Linked DNA regions of Mus musculus: region 2 is linked to region 1. The links are chromatin contacts, called in public HiChIP or PLAC-seq maps. All regions are on one chromosome and are shown on one strand. The core of a region is the stretch at or near the end of the contact, and the rest is flanking DNA. Distances in the headings are between cores, read along the strand shown.

Region 1 (2,819 bases), core at 218-2,717:
AGGCAGGAGGATCAGAGGATCTGCTGGCCAGTTAGTACAGCTGAACTTGTGAGATCCAAGGTCAGTGAGGCCCTCTTACCAAAGTGGAGAGTGGATGAAAAAAAAATACCTTATGGTGACCACTGACAGCACATACATGTGAGCATGCACATACATGAGTATATGAATATGAACACATGAGGATGTACACATACAGGCATGTGAATGCACACTTGAACATGCACACACACAAGGCACATACAAGCATGCACACACACAAACATGCATACATGCATACATGGAGCATGCATATGAGAGTGCACATATGAATACAACACATACAGAATAATTACTGTAGGTAGATGGGGTGATGCACCTGCTTTTCCAGAACTCAGGAATCTGAGGCTGGAAAACTACTGCAAGTTCAATGCTAGCCTGGATTACATAGCCTGAGCTATGGTGTGAGACCCTACTTGAACAAACCACACACATATGCACACACATGTGTACACACAAAGGAGAAAGGCAAATGTTCTATGAAGATTCTCCTTCCTTCCTTCAAGACAGAGTCTCAGTGTGTAACTCAAACTGGCCTCAAAGCCACAATACTCCTGCCTCAGTCTTGTGGTAACAGGTGTGCCGCAGTCTAACCTCTATTGGGTCTCCTATCTGTGGGGAACGAATTTCTGGTTGCAGGTGGGCAAGGAGTTGGTGAGAATGGGGTGACAAACAGACACGACACAAGGGAGTGTGTTGAATCTGAATGCATTGTCCAAACGAACACCAGACTTTTTTATACAGAAGAAAAACAAAAAAAGCCAGGTGAACACATCCACCAAGTTACATTGACACAAAACAAATAAGAATGCATACATAAAAAGTTGGCGGGGACCAGGCCACATTTACCACTTAAAATGGAGCCAGGTGAATGCTCTGATGCAATGCTAGTCTATTGTTAAACTCACCACCAGGGGTTCTTTAGTAAATACCTGATTACGCTATTCCTCTGGACCTAGTGAAGAAACCTGTACCAGGGGAATTCCCTTCCACTAACTCTTTCATGTGACAATCCACCTATTTGCTAGGCCATTGTGTATTCCTGTGTTTGGGTGTGACTCAGCTATTGTCCTAAGTAATTACTATGCAGACTAGCCCTGAGCTTTCCTAGTTCTGTACTTTGTAATGCCTAATTAGTATCACAGTCTCTACTAGAAGTGAATTTAAGTGTTACTGAATAGGTAACATTCTTAGTGAATTCCAAGCTCAGGGTCGGCTTCAAGGATTTTCTAGGAACCATTGGAACACTGGTGGAGGCTTAGCTATGTCAAAATCAAACCTTAAAGGCACTTATAAGAAAACAATTCTGAAAGAGAGCACATGGATCCAAACACCAGACTAACGTGGGGACAGGCTTTGAATAAACAGGCTATGGGAATGCCAAGGTTCCAGGAGGCTGTTTCTGTGAAATTCTTTGCCTCAGGACTGCTTTCAGGCTTTAGGCCGGTAGGTAAAGCAGAGTGCACTGGAGTGGTCGAAGCACAGGTGTGAGCCATCATGTGCAGCTTTATGACAACTACCCCTTCTGGGCTTGAGGAGCTCTCCTGTTTGTCAGTTCGTGTTCCGGATGGTATCTTGTTTCATGTGCTATTTCTTATCTACTTAAGTGCATTTATTTTTTATTCTGTGGGAGTATGTGTGTACCCCAGTACACATGTGGAGATCAGAGGTTTCATTTCTCTCTTATCTTGTGGCCCTGGTGAATGGCAATCACCTTTGTCTGTGAAGCCATTTTGTCTGCCCCAAGATTTTATTTAAAAGTAAATTTGGAGTGGGGAGTGGAGATTGGTGCTGGAGTCCCAGGCTAGAACCCCAACATTGGCAGTTCCCAGAGACATCCTAGCCTCTCACCTGACTCAACAGGTGACAAGATGCATGGAGGAAGATCAGGTGTTCAAGGTCTGCCTCAGATACATAAGACACACTGACAAAAGAGAAAGTAAGGAGAGAGGGATGGAGGGGTGGAGGGAGGGAGGGAGGAAAAGGAAAATTAAACGAATGGGGAAAAGGTAGGTCCTGTGCCATGGCTCAGTTAATAAAAGTGTTCTTTGTACAAGCATGAGGACCTGAGTTCAAATCCCTAGCCCCACTTAAGAGCTCAGTTCACCAGCATGCACCTGCAAACCCAGGGGTACAGTCAGGCAGATCCCAGTCTAGCTGAATATGTGAGACAGGCTCAACGAGAGGCTTGATCTCAAAAAGTACATGGCTCATTACATAAAGGTTCTTGTGGCAAGCCTGAGGACCTGAGTTCAGTCCTGGGACCTAAGTGCTGGGAATAGAGAAGTGATTCCCACAGGTCCTCCATTGACTGCCACACAGGCACACAAACTAAGAACAAAAACAAAAACAAAATGTAATGTAAAGAATTAAACTGTCAAACAATTCAAAGATAAATTGGTAATCTTAGAGTTTGGTAAACCTCTGGGTGTGTTCTATGTGTATTTCAAATAGGTGTCAGTATGTCAGCTAGGTGTGTCCTGTGGATATCTTTGTCCCCCATATTTGTCTGATGTGTGTGTATGTGTGTGTGGTGTGTATATATGCATGTGTGTGTATGTATGTATGTATGTATGTATGTATGTAGTGTGTCTGGTGTATGTATTGTTTGTGTGTAGTGTATGTGTGTAGTGTGTGCCTGGTATGTATATGGTGTGTGTATGGTATGTGTGTCTGATGGGTATGTCTTGTGTATGTGTTTGTATATATCTGATATGTGTTTGTCTATGTGTGTGTGATATGTTTAGTGTATGTTATATGATGGGTGTGTCTGGTGTATGTGT
Region 2 (3,192 bases), core at 178-2,677, 2.2 Mb after region 1:
TGTCTTCATGAATTTGTTTCAGGCTTTGAGGAAAGCACCAGGATCTATTCAGAGAGCCAATCATGTGACTCGGCTGCCTGCAGAGCAGGAGTAGACATCCCATAAACCACTTAAGGCTTCTGACTCACTAACACTCTCCACTTTGCTCTCGCCCCTCCCTTGGAGCCTGCAATCAATCAATCAGAAGATGGCGGCTTCACTGTTGGAAAATCCCTGCTTCTTCCAGCTGGCATGAGCCTCTGTAGATCACTGCAGAACCTAATCTCTCCCCACTAAATCAGAGATTCTGGCACTTCCAGAAGATCTGCTCCTGAACAGGACCTCTTCGTCTGTTTCCCCATCTCAGGGAAGTCCTCCGTCTTCTAACTCCTCCCCCTCCAACTCAAAGAAAGGGGAACAACTGTGCCTACCCCACATCCCCCTGTAGAGAGGTCTGCATTCTAACATGAGGTTCACATTCACAGTTGGTTAGGGCATTGGTCATTCTGTGTTGTAACACTCTGAGGCTTCGCAGGACAGTCCTTAAATTCCTCCTGTCACTCCATCCCCTGTACCCCTTTGTTCTGAGCCTCGGTTTCTCCATATGCCCTACACACGCTTTAGAATGCCTTCCCTGCTCTAGCACTGGTAAGCCAAGAAACACATCTGTGAGGGACTACCCCTGGCTGAGCCTCACCCATCACACCCAGGTTCACCCTATAAACCTCTGCAAATCCCACAAATTCTCCTAAGTGTTTTAACACATTTCGCTGCGCCTTGGCCGTTCCTCCCCCACCTTCTGCTCTTCTGTTCCACCTGGCCATTTCTTCAGCACCACGCCTCTGCAAGGCATCCTGTGTCTATCCTCCAATCCTGGCTGTTTCCCTCAGCTCTCCACCCAACACCTGCATCCCATCCCATCTCCTAGGGTGGGGACTTGTTTCCCTTATCAGCCCACCCTCCTCCTTGGTTACACATTTCTCTGAGCAGAATTCCTGGCAAGATAGAGCAGTGACTGTCAGCTCCAAGCCCAGAGTTTACTGGACTGGGAATCTTTGTGGCTGTCTTGAAGACAGTAAAGGGTGATCAAGCAGGAAAAATTAATAAGGAAACCCCAAAAGAAGGAGAAACGAGTGGCTAAAGAATTTACTATGTGACTGGAAGTCAGGGAGAAGAGAACAGAATAAAGCCAACACCAGCCCAGAGAGCACTGGCCTCAGACCACAGGCCTGAGGTAAAAGTGAGCACAGACCCCCGCAGGGAGCCAGCATCGACCTTAGCCTCTACCTGAAGATCTGCAGAGGCACAGGAGCCCTGGAAGTCTCATTCCTGAGACTGGAAGCTGGGTTGAGGAAGTCCAGAAGGGCCTCTGAGAAGACCTTTCAGCCACAAAGAGGCTCAGGGTTCACTTGGCCATCTAGGGCCCATAGGTGGCAGCCTAGCCTCCCAGGGACTGCCTGAAGCCAGCAGGAAGGGGACACAAGTCAGAGAGAGGACAAAGGTGGATGCTGGCTCCAAACCTCATCCCACCAACCCTGCCTGTTTTCTCTTTGTTTTCTGGTACCATTACTCAGTTCGCTCCAGGATCCTTGCCTAGGCTGGTAACTGTGAAAGCCTCCACCACCAAGAAGATCCTCTCTGGAAAATTGAACCTCTATTTGGTGACAACTATAGACCTGTGGATAGAGGACAAGTGCCTACCAGCTCTTCTGCTGGAAGCCACCTCCTAGTCTTAAAGGTGTTCAAGGTCCATGGAAGTCCCTGTGTCCAAGGAATTGTGGCTGAATTACCCAGCATCAGGATTCCCAATCACCACCTCTGTGTCCCCAGAAGCTCCGGGAAGAAAATATACCACCCTCTGCTGGCATCTCCCTGGGCACACACAGAGTGTTCCTCCTAGCAGCAGGGCTAGGCCATGGCAGGCCCTACGATCCACAGGGACATGGAGAAGAGTTCAGGATACTGTGAAGCCCCAGAGAATCTGGGCTTGTCCTTCTCCATTGAGGCAATCCTGAAGAAACCCACAGAAAGAAGAAGTTTGCCCAGACCACAAAGCATTTGTAAAGAGGACTCCAGGCAGACAACTATCCCAGGTTCCAAGCTGGAGAGGCCCCCACAGGATCAGCCCCAAGGTAAGTGATTTCTGGTCATTTTCTTTTGTTCTTGGGGAAGGGGTGGGAGACTCAAATGATCTCTGTCAATAAAATAGGGGGGCTGTGACATCCAAAGGGATAGTAGGTCTTAAACAAGTTGCTTTTTAAGCCTTTCAGTCTAATATACAACTGTGGTATTCAGAGTGCATAAACACATAGGCTCAGGTCATTGTGATGTGCAGGGGCCCAGAGCTTATCCTTGTGACCAGGCCATGGCTGGGAATTATCAGTCACATTCATTCTGCACTGATGAGGTGGTGGGCACTTTCCTTCCATTTGGACAGAGATTGTGATAACTGGACTAATAAGAAAAGAGATGGATAATGTTACCAAGTTATAAAGCTGGAAGTCACAATCTGAACTCAGGGCCTGGAACCCCAAAGCCTTACTTCTAGCACATTCTCCCCATGAGCTGAGCTCAGCCTGCATGGCTTCTAGTAGCTGAAACTTTGTCGGGGTCTGTCCTCACAGAGTCCCCAAACCCAAGTCTGTATTCACCAGAGGGAATGCACCTAAATAAGTAAGCAGATAGTTGTCAGGCTCTCATTCAAGCCAGCATCCACTCAGGGTGGTGGATACCCTAGGTGTAAGAGCTAGGGAGCTGTGTGACTCTAGATGAGTTCCTGTCCTCTCTGATCTCAGCTTTACTCTGTGAAACAGTTCGATAAATGTGGGGTGGGGTGGGGAGTGATGTTGGTGCTTATGAAATTTCAAAGACCATTTGGTCAGGAGTCTGTAGGCCAGGAGTGTCTCACATCAGACCCAGCTCTTACCCCTTTCCACACTTTCATCTAAGAAAATGCTGGGCAGATAGCTCAGGGGAGTCCTTGACAGCGTTTCCTTCCCACACAGAGCCTTTCTGCAAGCTAGCCTCCCACAGAGGTTCCTTACAGGGGCTGTGCTCAGCTCCAGGCAAAGAGAAGATCCAGAAGTGGCATTAGCCTAAGCAGCAGGGGAGCTGGCTGCTTCTCTGATAGAAGATGGCCTTGGGCTCAGCTCTCTGAAGTTCACTGGTATCTTCCAGTCAATCGAGGGTTCACAGAAGCCAGTTCAATAGGGT

The links. HiChIP or PLAC-seq counts read pairs in DNA pulled down with a chosen protein or histone mark.
Region 2: an H3K27ac HiChIP or PLAC-seq map of embryonic stem cells shows a contact between it and region 1, with 13 times the contacts expected there. The contact joins the promoter of Isx here to the enhancer-like site in region 1. A contact is called at or near these places in 6 of 39 promoter capture datasets (the C10 cell line, embryonic stem cells, hippocampal neurons and 2 more) and 2 of 115 datasets of contacts at active chromatin or transcription factors (embryonic stem cells and epiblast stem cells).

The regions. Positions count from the first base shown.
Region 1 is chr8:72,676,019-72,678,837 of GRCm38.p6, forward strand. The region is part of intron 9 of Nwd1 (NACHT and WD repeat domain containing 1); the gene reads left to right. Among named protein-coding and RNA genes, the nearest start is that of Nwd1, 31 kb to the left of the region's middle. Within about 2 kb of position 1,468, at least 19 of the 459 cell types and tissues checked have an H3K27ac peak or open chromatin away from gene starts, as enhancers often do. A contact at or near this core is called in embryonic stem cells and stem cell-derived epiblast-like cells, where this site is marked.
Region 2 is chr8:74,871,747-74,874,938 of GRCm38.p6, forward strand. Isx (intestine specific homeobox) reads left to right here and starts at 1,428. Exons shown (of 4, transcript NM_027837.3): 1 at 1,428-2,111. The coding sequence starts at 1,895.